Linked DNA regions of Mus musculus: region 2 is linked to region 1. The links are chromatin contacts, called in public HiChIP or PLAC-seq maps. All regions are on one chromosome and are shown on one strand. Each heading gives the region's core, a stretch centred on a gene start, on an enhancer-like site or on the middle of the called end of the contact. The rest is flanking DNA. Distances are from core to core; before and after follow the strand shown.

Region 1 (6,108 bases), core at 3,063-5,562:
TGTCTGGCACGTCATGTATCTGTGTCAGACACATCATATATAGATTTCCTTAGTAGAAAGAGCTGGCAAGAGATCAAGTTGTACTCTGTGAGGAAGACCTACCTGACATCTGACTCCTGAGGACTGAAGTTGGAAGTCACAAGTGGCTGAGAAACATGAAGATAAGTCTGACGAGGTTAATTAATATAATCTCCAGAAATAAGATTCTCAAAAGATTTGAGAAATTTCCACAAAAATTAAAAATGTCTATGTAATAACATAGACATATGGGAATGAGTTCAGCACCAGTCCATTTATGTTTTTTGTATCTTCTTCTTTCATCCTTTCCAAATCTCAAAAGCATCAGAAAGAAGGCCAGAAGCTTGGATGAGAAAATTAGTGTTTGGGGAGAACACAGCAGTGAAGGTGGAAGGCAACTATGACCATCGCCCATGGCTGCCAGCTTCAAAGAGACCAGTACTGAGAACAGGGATGCATCTAGCACTGACCCAAGCTCGGCTGGGATGAACATATTGTACTTGGCAGTGTTGCTCTATTCTCTGGAACCCAGCTTATTTCTTGAAAGACAAGGTAAGATATGCTAGCCTAAGTGTGAACGAGAAAACTATGGCACTCACCCAAGTTCTGACTAAAGCAGGAGATAGATTGCTTTCATCTGGTGTCTGAAAGGGGGCTGAAGGAAACAATACAAGGTTGTGTTTGGGTTATATGTCATGAGTCATATTTACATCACATGTCATGAGTCATGTTTTTCCACAGAGGTTTGAATATCACAACTAGTGTGTTTCAGTCTGATCTACTGTCTGTCCTTTTGTCTTTCTCTGTTTATCTCCTTCATTAAGTTCATCATTTAGAGTATGTCAGTGTGACCTTGTCTGTTGAATTGAGTCTGAATGACCTTGTTTGTCTGTTGTATTGAGTCTGAAACTGTGTCTACCTGAAGGCTTTCTTGTGAATCTGTATCTGTCCCTGTATATCTCTCTGTGTCTCCCTAACAAAGGGCTTTGTTCTCTCTTTTATTGACCAGCATGGGAGGAAGGGAAAGGACTGGGAGACATGTTAGGGAAATCTTTAACAGAATTTTCAAGATATTAAGTGGCTGACTCCAACTTACCTAGATAACAATCAAACTATTAAATAATATCCAAATACTGCTTTCAACATTCATAGTGGCTTTTCATTGCATAAAGCCATTTCCAGCCTATTTTCTGTTTCCAACAAATGATTATGGTTGCACTTTTGCAAATATATGTGCATTAGGGTCACAGCTTAGAATAATACATAATTTAAAATTATAGTCATGCCTTAGCTTAGGTGGTTAAAGTTGATTACCTGGGAAACCCACGGCAAGTAAGATTGATCACTGCATTGTTGTTCTCTTAAAAACAAATTAGGCTGAGTACACAGTAGGTCAGCACTCTTAGTGACTTCAAGATGAATTTCTGTAAAGTATTATATTTCTCCCCCAGCTGACACATGGACAACAAGAACATAAAGCCATTTGTTAAAGACAGAAACACAGACTCAGATACGCTGACACTCTGGCTATGAGGTCCAGCAAAGGTTCTAGTTTGTTACAATGTAAGAGATAATTATGTCATAAAAATGAATTACCACAAATAAGAATTGAACACTGATATTAAAACATGCTGAGATTACTAAACAACATTTTCAACACAAATTTTTACCTTCACTTATTCATTGTCCCTTTTTACCAAACAGAGAAGTCTACGTTAAGCACTTAACCAAACAGTGCCTTGAATGTAGAAAAAGTTCAATAAATAAAAATTACTGTTACATGTTACCTTTACACATGACTCTTGAACACTGATGAGGACAGCCTCTCAGACTAACGTCCATGTTTCTGCTTTATGTGCCGTCCTTCCTAGTGCTTCAGGAAGAACTCTGTTATGCATTCTCTTTCACTTCAAACCTTCTATTTGCAGACATAAAACTCATAAGGAATGATAAGTTATATTTGTGCACTTCAAATGCTGCAGAAATTTAAATATTTACAAAGTTCAAGATGGTGTATAAAACACCATTCATTGAGACAGACCCTGTAAGAAGCGTGTTTGTGGTGGTTTCAATGACAATGGCTCCCATAGGCTCATATATGTGAAGGGTTTCTTCCCAGTTGGTAGACTTGTTTGGGAAGGATTAGGAGGTGTGGCCTTGTTAGAGAGGGTGGGTCACTGGAGTTGGATTTGAGATTTTAAAAGCCCACATCATTCCCAGCTCGTCCCTCTCTGCCTCCTGGCTCCTGCTTGTGGATCAGAAATATGTTCTTACCTACTGCTCCAGCACCATGCTTCTCTGTCCACTACGGTGTTTCTTGAAATGATGATTATGAATCCTAATCTTATGAAATTATAAGCCTGAATAAACATTTTTTATGAATTACTTTGGTCATGGTACCTCTTCCCAGCAATTGAGAAATGACTAAAGTAGTGACTGATGGCCTCAGGGCCTGTGGGTGTGAGGAGAGGTCCAGTAGGAAATGCTGAGGTAACGCCAAGCATACTCTGAGCCTGGTTTTCATTTGTTTGCTTGTTTGTTTTTGGTAGTGGTGGTGGGTTTCGGTTTGTTTGTTGTTTGTCTGTTTGTTTTAGCTGTCCATGATGTCATTCAAATGAGTCAACAGCACTTGGTGAGGCAGCTGACCTCCATTTTCTCCTTTAGACTGGATGGAAATGGAACCAGCTCTAGGACACAAGCTGACAGGAGGGTACCTCTGCGTAGAATGAAGAAAATGTTTTAGAATCCTGTAGAAAATCAGAAAGATAGAGAAAATAGTAAAAAGACATTCTTGTGAATATTGGAGTTAATGACTACAGGTTGCTGCTGAAGGGCCTTCAAGGCTCAGATCCAAGAGAAAAGTACTCTCATAACTCAACATGGGAGACATTTCTCACTGGGAACCTTCTAGAAAGAAAGTGGGATCCCAAACAAAGCCATGCTATTAGGACTTTTACAGGTAGGTACTTGACAAAGATGTTCACTTCCCTCAAAAGTCATTTGCCTCATTACCACCCATATGAGGCTGAACAGCCCAGAGTCATGGACAAAGAAGGCACAATATTCTACACACATGTTCACAGGTCTGGAACCACATGATAAACCTTCCCAGTAAGTTGAGCTCATCCAGGAGCAGCATTGATCAGCTTCAAGTCTTTCAAGTACATATTTCCAAACATTTTGTTCTACAACCCAAAGACATATGTACTAGTGGCCCACTTTCAACACTTAACTAGTTCCTGTTTGGGGACACACACTGAGAAAATAGAGACGCAGCCAGAAAAAATAATAGAGAAGACCCCTCCATCTAACACACACTTCTATAAAAAGCATGCCATGGACAGCATCAGCCAGGATGCCCCGATGCATTTTCTTTGAATATCAGATGTGCATTAGGTCTTGGAGAAGAAGCCGAGGTTTGTGGATAGAGAATAAATACATCAGGTGGCCTGGGATTCTGAAGCAAGTACTAAACATTTAAAAAAATCAGCTTCCCACTTGGAGTGCACTGTACAGTCGACTAAACAAAGGAATGAAAAAAAGACAGAGCGACTGGTGGCTAGTGACAACTCCATCCAAGTCTTAGCATTAAACCCTGAAACTATGAAGATCTGTTATCATGAGAGAGAGAGAGACAGAGACAGAGACACTAATTTCTTGAAGATTATTTTTTTCATAATAGACCATTCCCTAATAGGAAGGAAATGAGACTCTTAACGTTCACCCTTGGTGTGGAAAGCTGATGTGGCTTCATTTGGGAAATAAAAGAAGACACGTTGATATGAAGACAATAAAACTCACGAGCTCTCTATTTCTAGGTGTTGATAGGTCTGAACTTAGGAATGCCAAACAGATTGAATGTTGACAATGAACCACAAAAATGTGTGAAAACATTAGGCCTGGAATCCAGACAGTGGTTTCCTGCTGACTTTGGATGCCTATCCAGCTCTGTGGTCCTATGTTAATGTCTGTGGCTCTTCGGGGTGATACAGGTGCTGGGAAAGACTCCTGTCAAGGAAGCGAACAGCACTCCAGATGGGCTATTTATTGCAGTTCAGTTGGTAACAGTTACTCTCAGTTTTTCCCCCCTTCATATAAATTAAATCTTTTAGTATGCCATGCATACCTTATTTTCCCAGTAGCATCATTATCAAATGGTGGAAAACTGAAATATAAAACTACTTGGGTTTTTTTTTTTTCACTTTAGGAAATTTCTGTTGGGGAATGCTTGTTTGATTAATCAGAAGTTACAGTGCTGCTCTCCCTGGACTTTGCAGGCAAATGCTAACGACCCAGTAGGCGCTTACAGCAGTGAGAACTTAGAAGTAGGAGGCTCCCTAAGGACACGGCACAATTTTCCACATTTACTTTTACTTATGCTGTGAATGCTACTGTTTATGAGATTATAATTTTGATTTATGACTTTTTAGGTTTGTCCTGACAGCTGTTTATTTTTAAATCATAATTCATAGAAAAACCAAATGTTTTCACTTACCAAAAAAAAAAAAAAAAATCCCTAGACTTAGGTCTGGTGCACAGCTCATAACCAAGTGTTATTTATTTTATAAAAAGTCTTTGTAGAAACAGAAAGACCTTCTGGTATAGACTTTCTGATACAATGCAGAGGCACTTCTCTTTGCAAGGACAAATAGCAAGCCTCTAGTGTCTTTAGAACAAACACTGGGAAATCATTCTCAAAACATCCCCTTGCCTGGACTCTGTAAACTAACGGAAGGTACCAGGCGACCCAGGCATGGAATTCCCGTCTCTGTAAGTGAATACTACTTGTAACAGAGTGTAGGTTTCAGGCACATAGCAAAGGGGTAGACCAGTAACTCGGAAATTATGTTTAGAAGAGATGGAGGTGGGTACGGCAGAGTTGGAGAAATGGGTCTTTCCTGATCCAGTTGTACAGATGAATGGTACTGAGGATTGCTGAAGAATCATCTTTGTGTCATTGTTTCATGGATTCCAACCCTCTTTGTTCCACACAATGCAAAATAACTTAAGATATCAGACTGGGAATACAGATCGGTCATTATATCACCCCATTGGTGATGTGCAGCAGAGGAGCCCCCCCACCTGCTCTTCCAGACAGTGGTGGTTTATGGAGTCCTGTAAGCTTTCTAGATGGCTTTTAAAATATTGCATGTAATTATTGTAATGTACGTATGCTGCAGTTGTGGTTATGATCTGTGACTATTGGTGTTTTTCATTTGTGAATTCTGAGAGAGCTTACTGGACTTTATTATCTTTTTAACTTACTGTTTTCAGGTTGTCTATTTTGAATTAAAAATCTACTATAACATGGAGTGTTCTTCATATAATTTAGAGAAAGACTATCGTGGATTCCTGATCAGCAACATACCAATAATCTTTCTGACCTTTAATGTTGTCACTGGTCTTTGCATGTTCATGGATTCATGAAAGGACAAAGTGCAACAACAGGAAGGGCTGAGTGAGGGTTCATGCATGCTCTAAAACTTTAACGGTGCCAAATACTATGTTATTGACTTTTCTTATTTCCAGTAACCAAATACTAGAGAAAGAATTTGTTTTGGATCACAGTTTCAGTGATGTCAGTCCAAAGTAGGAAGAAAGACTTGGCATAACAAAAAAAGTTCATATTATGGCCGGCCTGAAGCAGAGAAAGATACGACAGAAGAAGCCAAAGCGAGATATGACCCAAAGACACAGCCCCTGGTGACCCACTTTCTCTGAGCCCCAGGACCTACATTCCACCACTTCTCAATCATGCCATCAAGACATTAGTTCATCAGGGCCCTCACTATCCAATCATCCTTCAGGAAATGCCTATAAACATACTCAGAGGTGTGCTTCACTAATCCCCTAAAAGTTTTTTTTTTCTTTTGGGGCCAGTGGGAGCAAGTTTTGAGACAGGGTTTCTCTGTGTAGTTCTAGCTGTCCTGGAACTCATTCTGTAGACCTCAAACTCAAAGATTTACCTGCCTCTGCCTCCTGAGTGCTGGGATTAAAGGCATGTGTCATTACTACCTGGCGTCCCTTGAAGCTTCTTAACCTAGTGACAATGACACTTAAAGTTTCTTAATCTAGTGACAATGACAATCA
Region 2 (5,816 bases), core at 450-2,949, 790 kb before region 1:
ATGAAAACCACAGCAATGACAGAGCGACATACTATATTAGCCAACTAGTCTATCAGGTATATATCGATCTATATAAATATGTAATGTTTATAGCTATAATATAATCCATTATACTATGTATATATTATATATCATATAATAAACATTAATTATATATGTATCATGTATCACATATTTATTATATAGTAATTATATATTATATTATGTATCATATACCATATAGTCTCTATTCTCTTTATTATGTATTTATAATTATACAAATATATACATATATATTTATATATAAAAAGTTTGGAAATCTATATACTTCATGTTTTTTTTTCCCAATCTCTGTTTTGTGTTAGATGCTCTAACAGTAATTACCCTGATAAAAATCAGAATTTTCTTTCATTATTTAAATGATATATTCATGTAGGGACTACTTATAGGATTTATTATCTATATTAAGGTACAAACAAGGTCAAACAAGGTCCAGGGAAGCACTAAGTCTAATAGTAACAGAAATCCATTTGCATTGCTCTGCTGTAAAGGGAGGAGGCATAAAAACTGTTGCAGGCTGGAGTTGTGGAGAAGGGGGCCAACTGTACTTACAGAGCAATTCAGCCACAGCCAGCAGGGTTGTAGGGAGGTAGAGAAACAACATGGAGCATGCTTTCTGAGTTCCCCCTTGACCTTCACTGGGTAACATGCTCATGTTTTTTGCCAGGAAAGCTGCCACAGTGAGATCATTAGAGGGGCAAGCCTTCTAGCATAGAGCACTTAGAGGGAGCCCAAGGTTGAAAATGAAGGCTAGCTTGGTTAGACCATACGGATTTCCAAAAGGCAGAGAGTAGCTTCGGATGAAGCTTACTGCTGTGCATCTCTCAGTTCACCTGCTCATCTGTGATGCAGCCTATCATCCTCTATCAAGCAACACACTCTGTGCCTCTTTCCTGGAATCTCTGGGTGGAGAGGCTGTGACTCTCTTAACCAATACCAATTCTCCTGGTATGATAGAAACAGTGCTTTACTGGTTCTAAGGCCAGTTCATAAAAATGACCACAGAGTCTTCTTTGTCTAGAGGAGCACTGTCTGAAAAGCCCATCCATGTATTTTCTTCAGATCTGCTATCTGGTCAGAAACACTGCAAGAGGCTGTTAATTTATATATATATATATATGTTTCAGACTGCTACATTTTTTATATTACTTACTTATTTTGAGGAACTGGATATTGAATACAGGGCCTTATGCATTCAAGGCAAATATTCTACGACTAAGTGCTATTCATAGCCCCTAACTGATGCAAATGGATGGTTTGTTCCATAACAGTAACAACTATAACAATTACCAAGCCTGTGTAATGTCATCAGCATTCCCATCTTAACAAGTTTTAGTTGTGGCTTTGGGAGCAGAGCTGTGGCATTTAATTGGGCTGAATGTTAATTAATGAGGAAGATTCTGGTAGTCATTGTAAGTGAGAATACAGCCAAGGCATCATCTTAGTGGTTAGGACCAGAGACATCTTCCATTGCCTGTACTTGAAAACCTGGCTCCACTGATTGGACAATTAGAAAATTGTTTCTCTGGGGAAGGCCATTTGATGGCAGTGACTCAGATGAAGACAAACAGTAGATGTGAGAATTCGATGAATGTCTCTGTCCCTCTTTACTTAAAGGCCTGTTTCTGTATTGTGACTCAGAGAGATGAGAGTAGAGGGGAGGTGAAAGAGACAGAGGGAGGGAGCGAGGGAGGGAGGGAGGGCAAATAACTATAGAGCTGATCATTCCTGTTCCACCCACTGAAAATTCCTCTGCAATCACAGCTCTCTTACATGTGAAGTTCTCTTGTATATATATATATCTTTTCCTAAATGAAGGAAGGAAATTATGAAATCCCCATATCCTCAGTTTGAGTTAGCGTATGTGATCAGTTATAATATTAAAGGAGGAAACATCAGGCTACGTTGGATGAGAACTTTTTATAGGACTGTTTTATAGGTAATCATTTCATGTGGATTTTGGTGCCTGGAAGATCAATATATAGAAATTACCACAGTAGTCCGTCTAAACAAATGCCACTTTTTCAAGGTCACAAAGAACATTCACTGTGCTGTAACTTGAGCTGTCTGTGCCTCCTCTGAGGATCTTCCTCCCCCCTGCTTTGACAGGGACTTGGGGAGGCCTTGATAGACTTGTGTCAGAAAAGGCAAAGAACTGCTGTCTCATCTCCAAATGAGGGTGCTCTGTGCATTCTCTGGAAAGCTGTATTAAGGTAGAGCCTGCGAAGCTGCCAAGGTGTATTTCTGAACCAATGCCATCATCTTCCATGGACACTGCAGCTGACAGAAGTTTTGCTACATACACCATTGCTCTGCCTGTGCCCTGCCCCCACCCACTGCATGTGCCCGGAAGGAGAATAAGCAGTGGTACTTGCTAAGGTTGTGTTTGGGCAATGGTAGCTGTAAAGAAAGTCTTCAGGAGAAGCAAAGTACTTTAGCTCAGGAAATACTTGGGTTTATTCTTTACTCTTTATGAAGAGTCATTGTAAGGTGGGCGAGTTAAACATTTACAGTTTGAGGGTCACAGCCAGGACTGTAGAGCAAAAAAAAAAAAAAAAAAAAAAATCAGTCAAGGGTCATTCAGTTCAAGGTTGAGTTTTGTCATTGTTTGCTCCCACGGGAAAGGATTCCCGGATAGAAGTGTTACAACTCCACTCCTGTGGTGCAGGTGTGTGGGTGTGGGAGTGTCCCCCGTGTCACTATTATAGCTCGGAAGGGAAAGATATCCTGCCAGAGCCAAGGAATACCACACAATCACACTGCACAGCACACAATTGAAGATTGTCTACTTGGGTGAAAAGCAGCAGAAGTCTGAGCAGGGTTTATAAAGGGTTTCTTGGAGTGCAGGAGTGAAGCTTCCAGGGTGGCCTGGGATTGAAGGGATGATATGGCCTGATCTTGGGGAAGCTCAGGGATTGATGATTTTTTTTTTCTGTATGGTGGGGTGGGGGCATTCTTCTGCCTTGAGTCTGAGAACATTAGGGAAGTCTGGAGGTTGGGGCATGGCCATTAGAGCTCCTCAGAGACAGAGTCTAGCCACTGGAGCTCCGTAGGGGTGGGGCCCGGTTCCCCATTCATATAATGTATAGGTGGAATCTGATGACTGGAATCTCCAAAGGTGGGACTTGCACACTGCAGAAAAAGATGTCTTCCACTGATTCAGGAGTTGTGCTTAGCCAACAAGTTTTCTTGTTGCAATTTCTGAAATGAGAAAGGTTACACAGTGCCAGTCTGAGTCTTGTCACTAAAAGTGTTAGTGATAGCAGAGGAAAGCAAGGTATGACTTATGAGCTATCCTTCTCTACTTGAAAGAGGGGGTTCCAATGCAGTTTCAACATACCATATTACCTGGAGGGGCAGTGGAAACACATCTTCAGTTGATGGCATGTCGGGGTCCAGCTGTGGCTCTGTGTCCTCAGCTTCCTCTTTCTCAGGGTTTCCTGATGCCACTGCACACCGGGCTGGGAGGATAAAAGGAGTCTGGAATGAGTGGGGTCTGCAGGAGCCAGGTCAGGCTGGGAGTGAGTGGAGGTGGGGGTGGTGAGATTGAAGGCCTCCTCCAAGAATCTTACTGTTCCAGCTCTTTTAGGCTAAGGTCTTCTCCGATGATCTTCAATGAAACAGCTCTTAGATGATCTTAGCTCGTGCTTTACTTCATTGGGATGACAAAGGGCTATATATATATATATATATATACATACATATATACATATATATTAACTTTAGAGAGTAGGAAAAAATTTCAGGGTGAATGAAACAATTGGCTGGAATTTGAAGAACTGGGAATGCCTCATTTGCATAGAGAGGCTTCATCCCAGCTACTTGTTGGACAGATTCTTGTGTGTGGGGGGTGTTGAACTTATGGGTTTGCCAAGGTCTACTCGCCCTTCCAGGTAGAGGATGTGGGTGGGTTAGGCTCCTCAGACAAGGTCAGTACTTACATGCTTTTACATGAGTGTAAGCATACTCATGTGTGTATGTAGAGGCCCCAGGTTGATCCTGGGAGCCATCCTTCTTTGTTCTGCCTTCTTTGTTTTCCTTGAGATAGGATCTCTCAGTCAAACCCAGAACTCACTGACATGGCTACCCCTTGCTAGCCAGTTTGCTTTGGGGATCTACTATTTCTGTTGAGATGACAGTTGGGCATCCATGCCCACCTTGCATTTATGGAGGTTCTGGGCATCTGAACTCCAGTCCTCTCACTTAATCACTGATCCATGTCCCAAACCCAGTTTTATTGTCCTGCCTTTAGAATTAGTGCTGCATTATACTCTCACTGCCCCAATCTGAGCAGTTACTTATGTGCTGTCACAGTTACGCTTTCCATCGCTGTGAACAGACACTATAAGAAAGGCAACTCTTATAAAGGACAACATTTTATTGGGGCTGGTTTACAGGTCTAGCCCATAATCATCAAGGCAGAAAGCATGGCAGTGTCCAGGCAGATACAGTGCTGAAGAAGGAGCTGAGAGTTCTACATCGTGTTCCTAAGGCAAACAGCAGAAGACTGTCTTCTAAGCAGCTAAGAGGAGAGTCTTGAAGCCTACTCCCACAGAGACACACTTCATCCAACCAGGCCACACCTCCCAACAGTGCCACTCCCTATGGGCCAAGCGTATTCAAACCACCACCTTTGAGAATGACTGATAGAGCCTTGGGCTGTTTACTCCCCTCATCTGCCTATCTTGTATTGGGTGTGCTCACACACTCTGGTCATGTTCCTGATGATCAGGACATGAACTAGTTTTGCTCTATTCTCTACCCTGTTCACTCGATATCTTGATGATCAATTGAACATCTTTGGACACTTTGCTCCTTCTTAGAATTGGGAACAAAACACCCATGGAAGGAGTTACACAGACCAAGTTTGGAGCTGAGACAAAAGGATGGACCATCTAGAGATTGCCTTATCCGGGGATCCATCCCATAATCAGCTTTCAAACGCTGACACCATTGCATACACTAGCAAGATTTTGCTGAAAGGACCCAGATATAGCTGTCTCTTGTGAGACTGTGCCGGGGCCTAGCAAACACAGAAGTGGATGCTCACAGTCAGCTATTGGATGGATCACAGGGCCCCCAATGGAGGAGCTAGAGAAAGTACCCCAGGAGCTAAAGGGATCTGCAACCCTATAGGTGGAACAACATTATGAACTAACCAGTACCCAGGAGCTCTTGACTCTAGCTGCATATGTATCAAAAGATGGCCTAGTTGGCCATCACTGGAAAGAGAGGCCCATTGGACTTGCAAACTTTATATGCCCCAGTACAGGGGAACGCCAGGGCCAAAAAGTGGGAATGGGTGGGTAGGGGAGTGGGGGGGGTGGTTATGGGGGACTTTTGGGATAGCATTGGAAATGTAAATGAGGAAAATACCTAATAAAAATTTTAAAAAAATAAATGCATGAATAAAGACATCTTTAAAAAAAAAAACTGTTTTAAAGTACAGTGTCTTAGAACCCATTGCTCAAAGGATGACTCAGACTCCCGCCTCTGCACAAGGTTCTCTGGTGGTGATCTACTTCTACTGCCTTTCCACGGGTGAGCAGGCACTGATTTTTACCTCTGTGTAATTATTGTTGGAGCAAGAAAACAAAATTCTTCTTGCAATTTATGGTGTGACTTAGAGATACATCCTCTCAGAGTTTAACTCTTCTTTCCATACATATTGTTAATTTCTTTCTGTTCTATACTTTCGTTGACACTTTGTGAACGGCCTGATATCAATGAATTCTGCCTTATAAATAGATAATTTTTCTTCTCTGTAATGCTTTTAT

Evidence for each region. HiChIP or PLAC-seq counts read pairs in DNA pulled down with a chosen protein or histone mark.
Region 2: a FOXA1 HiChIP or PLAC-seq map of pancreatic cancer cells shows a contact between it and region 1. The contact joins two enhancer-like sites. A contact is called at or near these places in 2 of 39 promoter capture datasets (hippocampal neurons and liver) and 1 of 115 datasets of contacts at active chromatin or transcription factors (pancreatic cancer cells).

Annotation. Positions count from the first base shown.
Region 1 is chr3:117,071,460-117,077,567 of GRCm38.p6, reverse strand. It overlaps 1700061I17Rik (RIKEN cDNA 1700061I17 gene), which reads left to right. Exons shown (of 9, transcript NR_038029.1): 1 at 1-175; 2 at 341-570. It also overlaps the pseudogene Gm17896. Among named protein-coding and RNA genes, the nearest start is that of 1700061I17Rik, 3.3 kb to the left of the region's middle. Within about 2 kb of position 4,312, at least 22 of the 459 cell types and tissues checked have an H3K27ac peak or open chromatin away from gene starts, as enhancers often do. A contact at or near this core is called in pancreatic cancer cells, where this site is marked.
Region 2 is chr3:117,858,919-117,864,734 of GRCm38.p6, reverse strand. The region is part of intron 1 of Snx7 (sorting nexin 7); the gene reads left to right. Gm52614 (a long non-coding RNA gene) reads right to left here. Exons shown (of 3, transcript XR_003954545.1): 2 at 3,388-3,500; 3 at 2,588-3,240. Among named protein-coding and RNA genes, the nearest start is that of Gm52614, 6.0 kb to the right of the region's middle. Within about 2 kb of position 1,699, at least 18 of the 459 cell types and tissues checked have an H3K27ac peak or open chromatin away from gene starts, as enhancers often do. A contact at or near this core is called in pancreatic cancer cells, where this site is marked.